4 separate regions of the Zea mays genome follow, and all the other regions are linked to region 3. Evidence: chromatin contacts called from public Hi-C data. All regions are on one chromosome and are shown on one strand. Each heading gives the region's core, a stretch centred on a gene start, on an enhancer-like site or on the middle of the called end of the contact. The rest is flanking DNA. Distances are from core to core; before and after follow the strand shown.

What was found. A called contact is a pair of places that touch in the nucleus more often than the background predicts.
Region 1: a contact with region 3 is called in a Hi-C map of ear, with 1.7 times the contacts expected there. The contact joins the enhancer-like site here to the promoter of LOC101202714 in region 3. A contact is called at or near these places in 2 of 25 Hi-C or Micro-C datasets (ear and leaf).
Region 2: a contact with region 3 is called in a Hi-C map of ear, with 3 times the contacts expected there. The contact joins the promoter of LOC100284105 here to the promoter of LOC101202714 in region 3. A contact is called at or near these places in 5 of 25 Hi-C or Micro-C datasets (bundle sheath, ear, leaf and 1 more).
Region 4: a Hi-C map of leaf shows a contact between it and region 3, with 6 times the contacts expected there. The contact joins the promoter of LOC100194400 here to the promoter of LOC101202714 in region 3. A contact is called at or near these places in 3 of 25 Hi-C or Micro-C datasets (bundle sheath, leaf and tassel).

Annotation. Positions count from the first base shown.
Region 1 is chr3:2,741,304-2,744,178 of Zm-B73-REFERENCE-NAM-5.0, forward strand. No RefSeq gene overlaps it. Among protein-coding and RNA genes, the nearest start is that of LOC103649556, 7.7 kb to the right of the region's middle. Within about 2 kb of position 1,573, at least 18 of the 20 cell types and tissues checked have an H3K27ac peak or open chromatin away from gene starts, as enhancers often do. A contact at or near this core is called in ear and leaf, where this site is marked.
Region 2 is chr3:2,349,328-2,352,027 of Zm-B73-REFERENCE-NAM-5.0, forward strand. It overlaps LOC100284105 (seed maturation protein), which reads right to left and starts at 1,316. Exons shown (of 5, transcript NM_001157002.2): 1 at 978-1,316; 2 at 1. The coding sequence starts at 1,269.
Region 3 is chr3:2,503,131-2,505,830 of Zm-B73-REFERENCE-NAM-5.0, forward strand. LOC101202714 (GTP binding) reads right to left here and starts at 1,416. Exons shown (of 9, transcript NM_001279466.1): 1 at 1,035-1,416; 2 at 251-342. The coding sequence starts at 1,387. LOC111589237 reads right to left here. Exons shown (of 9, transcript NM_001368673.1): 9 at 1,839-2,694. The coding sequence ends at 2,380.
Region 4 is chr3:2,275,871-2,278,570 of Zm-B73-REFERENCE-NAM-5.0, forward strand. LOC100194400 reads right to left here and starts at 1,397. Exons shown (of 1, transcript NM_001139429.2): 1 at 1-1,397. The coding sequence starts at 1,372. The coding sequence ends at 239.

The sequences.
Region 1 (2,875 bases), core at 323-2,822, 240 kb after region 3:
TGACTCCTGAAAGCAGCTTGCGACTGCGACTGCGACTGCGACTGCAACTCGCACTTGAAATCCTCAGCTCTAGCGGTGATTATGCTGCAGCGCAAGTTAGCACGCAGCGATCACTTCACTGACTCGCTGAGGAACTGCCTGTCTTTGTACAACATTATCCCCAGCTGGAGCCGGTTCAGTTCAGTCCATGATGGTGATGCCTGGACTCACTGGAGCACAGCACAGGGAGAGATGGCCATGATTAGTTCCTGAGCGGCCATGCTCATGCATGATGACCAAACAAAACTGACAGCAGCCGGTCGTCGAACACGTGCATGGAGATATGTGTTGAAGGGGGAGCAGCTAGGAGTGGAGCGAAGCATGCGAGCACCACCGAGCATGCGAGCTCTGTGGTCTCTGCTAACTGAAGATCGGACAACAGGCTAGGGTAGCTCCAGGCTAAAAAAATAACCACTGTTCAGCTCAGTTCTCAGTAGTCTGGCATGGAGAACATCAAATCAACCTGAAACAGGTATTGCCTGCTCAGGTTCGCTGCTGCCTTTTATGGCTCCACCCATTGGTTCAGGCTCCTGAGTTCTTTTTATCGTAGATTATAATCATTGCCGCTAAAATGCAGAAATAGAATACTATTAGATTAGAAGAAAAATAACAAAGCAAAAAAAGGAGGGGGTGGGGGTGGGGACTCACATGTTTAATGAATGATCCTCATTTATATCACGAGGAATCTTTAGAACTTTTGGCACGAACTATTCTTGGTTTTTGCAGCGAGATATGGAAACACTATCACTGAGTTATTGTGAGTTCGTTCACTCCCTGGAAAAAAAATAAACAATGGGCCACAGCATAGTTGGAACATATTTTTTCCCATTTTTTTCGTTTTTGTACCGTTACCCATAGCAAATTATGTTTATTTGACTATGGAAATCTAATAAACATATTTACTAATTTTCATTTGATTTTTCTTGTATGGTTATTTATATTCCTGGAGATATAAGTATAGGAATTCCTGGAGATGGGCTACCGGCCGAACAGGCCTGTGAGAGTGCCCGTATTCCTCTATTGGCTGTTGCCCATGGAACCGCAAAGCCTCGTGGCCGACGAGCCCAGCAATAGTTCAGCCCAATAACACGACCATCCATTTCCCGTCCTAGGCCCAACCAAGAGAAAGCTCTAACGGAGCGGGCCAACTCCCCGTTGGCGAGAGTTGCGATTTTTTTTTTCCTTCGAGTCTGTATCTTGATTCTTTTTTTCGAGGCAATGTATCTTGATTCTTTGATATACAGTGATTAGACTATCCACGTTCATACAGCTCTAAATTTCTTCCGTACAAAAAATATTATACTTGTCAGCAAAATTCTTTAATCTATACTATAATATCCCGCAGTCATATTTACTCTATATCTCAACTATCATATATTATATCATTTTTTTAATTTCTTTTCCATTCTCTACCCTACTATCCAATCAGTACCAAACAGTAGATAGCGTGTGTGCTGTACTGCTCTCCGCCTGCCTCTCGTTCTGGCAAAAACAGAACGAGATATAGCGTTTCCGGGTTTCTACTCCAGCTCCTTTTCGTCCTCGCGTTATGCTATCGTTCAGTAGCGTAGGGCGAGCAGTTGCTACTGCGGACAGCCTTATACCCTTCGCTGCTATTGTAAGTGTTTGACTTTACTTTTATTTTTCAACTTTGTAATTTTGCCCTTCTATTTTAAAAAGAAGCTGCCGTTTTGCCCCCCCTCTCAACACCGGTAGTAAAAATACGAATTAGCTATAAAAAATAAAAATGTGAAAACAAATGTGTAAAAGGTCTAAATTACATTCCTTTTAATTATGTATGAGCACAACCATGAACAAGGGTAAAATCACAATTACGTAATATAACGAGGAGCAAAAAAATCATAATAAGAGGGTGTCTAGTTTCTATGGACTAATTTTTGCTATCCGATTATGTGTTTTCACCTTATTAAAAAAAAGAGGCCAGCCAGGCTGGGCCGCTACAAGGCCTAAGGCCAAGCAGCCCAACCCAGCCGGTTGGAAGAAAGGCTGGCCGAGCAGCCCTTTGAGGAGGATGTTTCCTAGGGCACGGAGAGGTGATGCCGTGAGAGGCAGAGAGGATGTAGCGAAAAGGAAGTTGACTTTCCTAGCGGCGGCGCGCTGCAGCCTGGTTTTTCGGCGCTCGCGAATTTCTGGCCGTCCGCTGCGCAACCTCCTCTCGTTCGACTCCATAACTATGGAGATCTGCTCCCTGCTCAGCACCTCGCCAAAAATCGCTAGCTCTCTGTTCCTATTCCTCCTCTCGGTTCCAGTCACGATTTGGATCGATTCCTTCGATTCTTGGTGTTCTGGTGTTAATCCTGCTAGTGGAAGAAGGTGGAGGTGGCACTGCTTGTGCGCAGTGAGGTTCTCCTGCGCTCCGTTGTCTCACCAGTGCACCTGTGTGGTGTTCTGTTTGTTCTGATTATTGTCCACCGTGGCCTGGTGCCTGGGCTCCCTGCTGCACGGTGTTCGTCTTCTCGGGCTGGTGCCGTGGACGTCTCCCTCGGCTCCGGCAGCGGCTCTAGTATCTCCGTCAACCTCCCGCCGTGCAGGCCCGGACGTGGGCGGCGGAATTGGTTTTCTGGGACAGAACCTTGTGTTCGCTGAGCTGGTCTTCCCACGTAGACAATCTACGTGCTGTGAGTTATTCGTTGTCTCACTTTATTTACTATTTAATTTTGTACAATCTGCTAGTATTAAATACTTGGGTGTGATTGCACTGTTATGGGCGGATTTGTGTGCTCGATGATGATAGCGGTGTAGTGAGACAACGTGACAGTCTGGGTTTTAGTGTATTATCATTTTCAGCATTGATATTATTTGTGCCTAATTAAAT
Region 2 (2,700 bases), core at 66-2,565, 150 kb before region 3:
GCTACAAAATAGAGAACGGTAATGAGTATTGTGGGTACAATGACAGACGATAAGGTATTTAGGTCTCACAATTCTCATTACATCGATCAAGTTTATCAATCATCAGTTTTAAGACAAGAGTACCAGCTGTAGACACAAACCAATGAGGTTATAGTGTGCTGGTTGTCATTTGTTTACATTAAAGACATGTATAATCAGGCACAAAAACACAACCCAAGCATCACAATTTCTCCAAAGAAAGACCTTCCATTTCAGTGTAGATAATGTAGTACCAAACAGCTCCAATGAAATGCCATTTATTGAGAGAAACATAACATGAAGTCTACTAGATGTTTCTTTTACAAATAAATTTTAAAACTTTATATTTTCATAATCTTAGCACAAAACAACCATAAGGGCCCTTCAGCATTGATCTGATACAAAAATACATAACACCCCTGAAATGTGCTTGCAGTCACGACAAAGCATCCCTAAGCGGATAAGCAATTGGTTCCAACCATGTTAAACACCGACAGACCACATGAATTCAAGTGGTTTGCAGTATTGTTTAAAGGTTACTCAAGCAGTCAGTAGCAGTATGACTGTTACCGAAACGGCATCAGTATTCGTCTGGCAGACCAGACACTGTAAAAATGTTGCGTGCCTCAGTTCGGACAAGCTTAACATTGAGAAATATTAGCAGCATACAGTTCAGATAAGTACCCAAGTGCACTGACTTGGATTGATCAAATTTGAAGCAAGCGTTAGAGTGATCAAGCATACTAGTCGCCTCCATTTGTCAAAGCAGGCAAGATCCCAATCTGTGATCCAAACGGCCAGTTCGTTCTTAACACCCTAGCTAGCGCATTCCATAAAACGTACTCCAGCAGTCAGATCTAGTAGCCCGCAACCCGAGCACCGAGGCCCACCCAGATCCGATCTAGAAATCTCAAGCCTAATAGCAAGCAGCATCGGGAGCGTGGGAAACAGAACCATACGCTTGCCGCCACCGAGGGCCTTGTGGATGGGCTGCTCGCGGCCGAAAAGGCGGAACACCTTGGCTTTGGCCTCGGCGGCCGCCGTGGCGGCGGCGTCGGAGAAGGAGGGCTGCTTGAGCTCGTCGGCAGGCGGTGCCGAGGGGCGGGGCCGCTCGTCACTGTCGGAGTCCGAGGAGGAGGAGGAGTCGGCCTTGCCGCCGCCGACGTGGAGCTTGTCGGCGAGCTTCTCCATCAGGGACTCGTGCTTGGGGCTAGCGCCGCCTTCCCCTTGTGGCTGCGTCTGCTCCGCCATGCCGGAACGAGAGGAGCACGGGAAATGCGGAGGGGGCGGCGTGGAGGAGAAATGGGGGAGATCTGGTCTTCCCCTTGTGCGCTGGGAATTTTATAGGCGCGCTAGGGGTTTAGGGCTGATGGGGAGGTCGGGGACGTCAGATTTGGATTGGACGGTGGGGAATGGAGCCAGTGGGGTTTGGTTCCGGCTGGACGGCGGCGGAGTGCTTTTGAATCAGAGAGAGTAATCGCTTGGTGTACACAGATTTGTTCGACTTTGAATAGAGGGCAAAAACATATCAGGACCCGTGTGTCTTAACAATAAGTCACAATGTTCTATTTTTCTTATGGTGTCATTTTCCAAACCTATGAAACTAGTACTTAGCAGCTAAAATTAGCTGAAAGGTTTATAATATATCAGCTAATAGATCAACTAATTATTATTTATATCTCTCACTACACAGAACCAGTTAACTTCCTAGAGCCTAAACTCTAGGAAGTTAGCTATAAATCCTAGCAAGTTAGCTAAACCCTCAAAAGTAAAACGATATCGTCGGAAGTTTGACTCTCGAAATTTTTTTGTCGGAAGTTAGCTTAACTTCCTATAGCCCTCTAGAAAGTTAGCTAGCGGCCCCTCTCGGAAGTTAGTAGATTCGCCGTCAGCTAACTAACTTCCTAGGGGCTACAGTAAGTCGTAGAAAGTTAGTTGGCTAACTTCCTAGAGACCCAGTAAGCCTCTAGTAAGTTAATTTGACCAGCATTATAAATGTTGTTTATTTTCATTTTACACTGCATTCCACAACATAACAAATATATCAATAGATATAGCACAACATATTTTCACATAAAACATCTCACACACAATCACATAACAACAATTAAATCCATAGTCTCATCAATTACATCACAAAAGTCTCATCCATAGTCATAAGACACAACATCTTATCCAGTCATAATAGGAGTCAATATCCCAACATCTCATACATAGTCATAAGACACAAAAAGTCTCAGGTATCACAGCACATAAAATGGAAACTCACTATCGCCGATTACCAACGGGGTACAACGGCGAGTGATGGTCGATACCTCCACTAGTGAAAAGGGCTTCGACAAAGTCTAACCCGTCATCTCGTTCCTACGTCGGCAAAGTAGCTAGAGGGGTCTAATATACTTGTACAAATGATATTTGCTGAGTTACACCATAATATAACTAACAACAAGTAAATGATGATGAATTTGCATATCTGATGTTCGATAGGTGGAGGTGGAGGTGAAGACCAAGGATAATGTAAGAGAGGTGGGGGGGGCACCGAGACGTGTATCCCTTAGGCCTGTGCTAGTTGTTACAAAATTGTCGAACTCGTTCACATCAGGGTTTTAAATCAATACATATCTTAAAGTGAAAACTATTATCTTTCGAGTCGATGACGTTAGTAAACATTGTGTACATTCA
Region 3 (2,700 bases), core at 166-2,665:
TGTCTTGCCAGAGCTGGTCACAGTCCATTTCAGAATTAACTATACATGTTTAGCGGTTCCAAAAGATAGGGATGCTTTGCACTCAGGTTTGGGTTCAGGACATTTATTGACCTAGAAATCCAAAGACGAGAACTGGATTCAGGAAATTTTTATTGTCCCTGACTGAATGGTTTGAACAGACTTTAAATAACAGCTAAGGTCACAAGCATCAAACAGAGAAGAACAACAAAAGGTATAGAGACAGCATTACCTGCATCATTCAGATCCATAAAAAACCTAAATACTGGACTATTTTCAGTCTTCTTCGACGGTGATAGCATCCTTTTGAACCACATAGGAGTCCTGAAACAAGAACAGATTTCAAAATGCCAATTTAGCAGGATCAGGCGAGCGGCTAAAACATTAGCTCAGCTACAGATATAATATATGCTGCAGTCAACTTCGAGAATGTCCAAGTAACAAATTGCAGGCCAACCCATGGGAACAATGAAATGAGAAGTTTTCAATGCTACATTCCTTCAGTCTACTTTATCTTAGACAAATTCCTTCAAATCGATTACAAACAATAGACACAAAACGCTCAATGCAGTAACCATATACTTCCCCATGCATGCACTCACAATCTACACAAGAAAACTACCACCAAATCTTCGCCGACCAGCATACTGAGACAATTTCGTAGAGGCGTGGAATGGCGACGTCCCACATTGCTGGGTCGATTAGCATATTACATCCAATCACAAAATTATCATGACGTGTGTATTTACCATCTCAGATGACAAGAGTCAAATTGGTTCCAAATTTTCGCGCGGATTATGCAACAAAATAGGCCCTTCGTATAATTTGCAGCGTAAACAAGATACAGAGGTGCAGGCCAACCCCACATTCGCACTCGCCACTGGAAGCATAACGTTTGGTGGAGCCTCAGAGGTACAGCTCAGCTGTGTTGCAATCCTATCCATAGAGCAGCGGCAGCGGCCCAGTGTGGAAATCAACACGGCAGAGTGCAGGGCACCGATCGGGGCAGCTATTACCTGTTGGTGAGGAAGCGCGGGAGCTCGAAGCGTGTGGTAACGGCCATGAGCCCGTTCCCGGATGGGTCGAGCATGGTGAACACCTGGCCCACGAACGCGGGCCCCCCACCACCGCTGGCCATGTTACCCCCGCCGGTCGCGCCCGCGCCGACCATCCGCGTGCCCGGCAGCGGCTGCGCCCCGCGGCGGGACTCGGAAGCCGAGGAGACGGGGAGGAGGAGCGGGACGGCGAGGTGGGGAGCGGCGGGCGCGGGCGAGGCGGGTGGGGATGGGGGTGGGGATGTGGAGGAGAGGAAGGGGAAGGCGGAGGCGAGGGAGTGGAAGGGGTTGGACGACGAAGAGGAGCACGGCATGGTGGACCCCTCCTGTACGGACCGAACGGGTGGCGCCTGCTTGGTGGGGACTGGACTGGGTGGGGCGTGCCTTTTTGTTAGGTTTTGGTGGTGGGGGATGGGATCTGAGCTTTGCAACCTGTGGGAGGGAGGCCCGGGCCCGGGTGCGTTCCCTATGCGAGGGACTTCTGCTACCGTGCTCACCGTGCAGTGCACGGGGATGGGCCACGCCGGCAATGCTCCACCGCGCACGCGCGCTTATCCGATTCCACCACCATTGCCCGATTTGCGTGTCGATGAAACACCTGAATATCCGATCGGCTATCCGACATCAACGGACAAAATTGACCGGCAAATGCTTCAGGTGAAACTATTCAGGTAGAGCAGCTGCGAGCCTTCTCTTTTTTTTCATAGCAATCGTTATTTTATTTTCTGGGAGCCTTCTCTTTGAACACGAAAATGATGGAAGAACTAGGAGCAATCAGAAGCAGAACCATAACGATTCCCCTACAAACAGGAGTTGCCTTGCCTTAAGAGGAAAGAAAAATAAAGGGGCTCCTGTGTCGTGTAGGCTTGCAGTTGCTCTCTGACCTGACGGGTGCACGATGATCAGTAAGCCTCCAACTCCAACACTACCACCAGAGATCATTCTAATATATTTTTCGTAAAAAAAATGTATAAACATGAGGGATGCAAGAAAAAAAAAACACCTCTTCATCTGATCTGGAGTTCTGGGGTGAACTTGAGTGCTTGACGCTCATCAATACCACCTTGCACCCAATGTTGAGAAGTGATGCTGTCCTTCGAATTGCTGGGCTTGTTTCTTACAGTCATTCTTCTTCTTGAGCATGCGGTGCAGGCAGCCGGACCGGCTAGCTCATAGCTTTGTATAACTTCCCGAGTCAGAAAAACATTCACTTCCCGTTTCCCCATGAGAAGCATATATATATAGCTCAAACGCGAAACATGACCTCCCTTCTTCAGGTTAGGCGGCTGATACTGGTGCTCACCCTCTATGACAGGGCTGGGTCAGATACCGCTGTCCGTTTGTCTGTTTTCATCCTGACAACCCTAGGGCCAGTGTTCCTTGTGTTGTTGCGCTTAGCATAAGCTTTTCTTGGAACAGAACGTTGTATGATCCGTATCGGTATTCCCCCGATGTCGAAATCTTCCTTGAGGGACTTTGTCAAGAACCTAGTATCTGTATCAGAAAGCTGAGTCTTCCCACTCATGAAGGCAACAAATGTTGGTGGTCGTGCCTTCACTTGAGTGAAGTACTTGACTTTTGGCTGAGTAGCTGAATCTTTCCAGGAATGTCTGCTCATAACCTAGAG
Region 4 (2,700 bases), core at 147-2,646, 230 kb before region 3:
CGCTCGCACAGGATTGATTTCAAACTTGAGCTCATTGACAAGCCCTCGCCTTAACTAACAAATAATAATAATAACAACAACAAGGCAGGTTAATCGCGCATGAACATGCATGGACAGGACAGCAGGCTTATTGGCGACGAGACGACGATGGCGGACGAAGTTGCAGGCGCATGGTCCGGCACAGCTAGCTAGCCGGACCGATCCGGCCGGTGCACGTGAAGGCTAGCTAGCTAGGTACCTAGCCGCCGTGGACGACTACCCAGATGTCGGAGAAGGCCTGCAGGATGACGGGGTGGTGGCGCGGCGCGTTCAGGGACAGGTACGACCGCAGCAGGCGCTCCATGTCCGGCGCGCCCAGCAGCTGCCGCCCCACGATCATCTCCACCATGGAGGACCGGAAGTCGCCGTACGGGTCCCGCGACCGCTTCACCACCGCGAACCCCCTGCGCACCTGCTCCTCCGCCGCCGCCGACACCACCACCACGGGCCGGAACCCGTCGCGCACGCCGCACGTGTCGCAGCTGCTCGCCGCGCGCCGGTGGTACTGGGGACGGCGGCGGGACGACGATGCCGGAGCCTTGCTACTGCGGTCGGAGGGTGCTGCTGCAGGGGGTTTTGCCTTTGCCATTCCCTTCGCCTTCGCCTTCGCCTTCGTCGCCGTCTTCTTCTTGTGCTGCTTCTTATTATTGGTGTAGAACTCGGAGGAGTCCGACGAGAAGCTTCGCGACGAGGAGAAGAAGGTCTCCGCCGCCGACTCGCCCGGCCTCTTGCTGCCGCGGCCGGCGGCGCGGTCGTCGTCCTCGCCGTCGCTGCTGAAGACGTCGGTGTCGTCGGAGCTGCTGAAGCCGTAGGGGTTGGACAGCAGCAGCTTCATCCTGCTGTCGTTCTTGCTGCTGCCACCGACACCGAGCCGGTGCTCGTCGTCGTCGTCGTCGCGCGGGCTCTTCTTCTTCTTCTTCTTCTCCTCCTTGTCCCGGCCCGTCTCCGCCAGAGCCGCCGGCGCGTCGACAGAGAAGCGGGAGGGCGGCGGCGCCGCGTCCAGGCTGCTGCGGCTGCGGCGGCGGCGGTCGACGGCGGCGGAGAAGGACTCGGCGCGGCCGGCGACGGCCAGGTCGCGCCGCGAGGAGGCGAGGAACGACGAGTCCCCGTCGACGACGGCGCCGAGCAGCGCGCGGCTGGAGGAGCACGCGGAGGCCGCCGCAGCCACAGGCGGAGGCGGAGGCTTGGCCGTGGACGCGGGAGACGAGGAGGAGCAGGAGGACGCGGCGGCGGCCGTGTTGCAGGTGGAGCGGAGCAGCGCGCTCGGGCGGAACATCCGGGCCAGCCGGTCCCGGAGCCGGCTGCTGCTCCTGCTGCCGCCGCCGTAGTTCATTGCGGGACGGCGAGTGTGGTGTCGGACAAGACTGATGGACTGGTGGTGGTGGTTAACTGGTTATATATAGCGGGAAGCGTTTTGAATTGGAAGGGCTGGCTCTTCGGGCGCTGAGTGGTGTGCGCGTCCGTCCGCGCACTAGGAAACGGGAGCAAAAGCTGCTCACCACGTGTACGTGGGTGGCCGTGGATGGAGAGAGAGAGAGAGAGAGAGAGAGAGGACGACCACTGCCGATCATCCTGGGTTACGAATAATCGCAATCTGACAGAGATCCCTCGTGCACGCTAGTCTTGGCCATTGCTAGCCCCTCGCACGGACTGTTCTGTCTTTTCGCTAGCATATATGTCATGCATTCCCTGTATAAATGAATAAATAAATAAAAACTAAAAGTGGCCCCGCTTTTAGGACAAAGGGAGAAGATGAAAAACAAAGGTTGAAGGCCGGCTGTGCTGATATAACTATAATTATACAGAGGTTTTGGCTGTATAAGTGTAATATCCTACGCTTTTCTTTAAACTGCCTCGCCAATTTCCTATAAACTGTAGCGGGTTTTCTGAAGCTAGTGGAACTTTGTAAAGGCCTCGTAGTGTTACCCTGCCTCGCCTCCTCGGTAGAGGTGTATGGGAAGTCGCGATCCCTTGGCAGATGGGTAACATGACTTGTGGGTAAATATGTGCAACCTCTGCAGAGTGTAAAACTGGTATACTAGCCGTGCTCACGGTCATGAGCAGCTCAGACACTCACATGATTAATCTATGGAACTTAAATTCAATTTGTCATATGCATTGCATCGCAGGTGATGTTGTTACTTCTGTTCTACTATTTAATTGGGTTGGTATTTACTTATACTTAGTAATGGCTAATAAAATTTTAACCAACTTTAAAAGCAATGCTCAGCTTCAGCCATCCTCTTTGGTAAGCCTTACACTTCACATGAGCTCCCACCTTTGACGAGTTCATACACATTATTCCCCACAACTTGTTGAGCGATGAACGTATGTGAGCTCACTCTTGCTGTCTCACACCCCCACAGGTCAAGAACAGGTACCGCAGGATGAGGCGCTTGGAGGATGCTGCGATGTGTTCGTGAGAGGTCTAGGCTGTCGTCTCCCAGTCAACTTTGGGTTGCTGGACCGTTGTCTCCTTATATGTAATTATTTATTTATTTTGTATAGAACTCCTGTTATGTAGTAAAGATGTGACATTCGATCCTGTGCCATGATTCATCATATGTGTGAGACTTGGTCCTAGCACACCTGGTGATTATGTTCGCGTCCGGGTCTTGGTGCCCCTAAAACCCGGGTGTGACATGCTAGCTAGAACAAGTA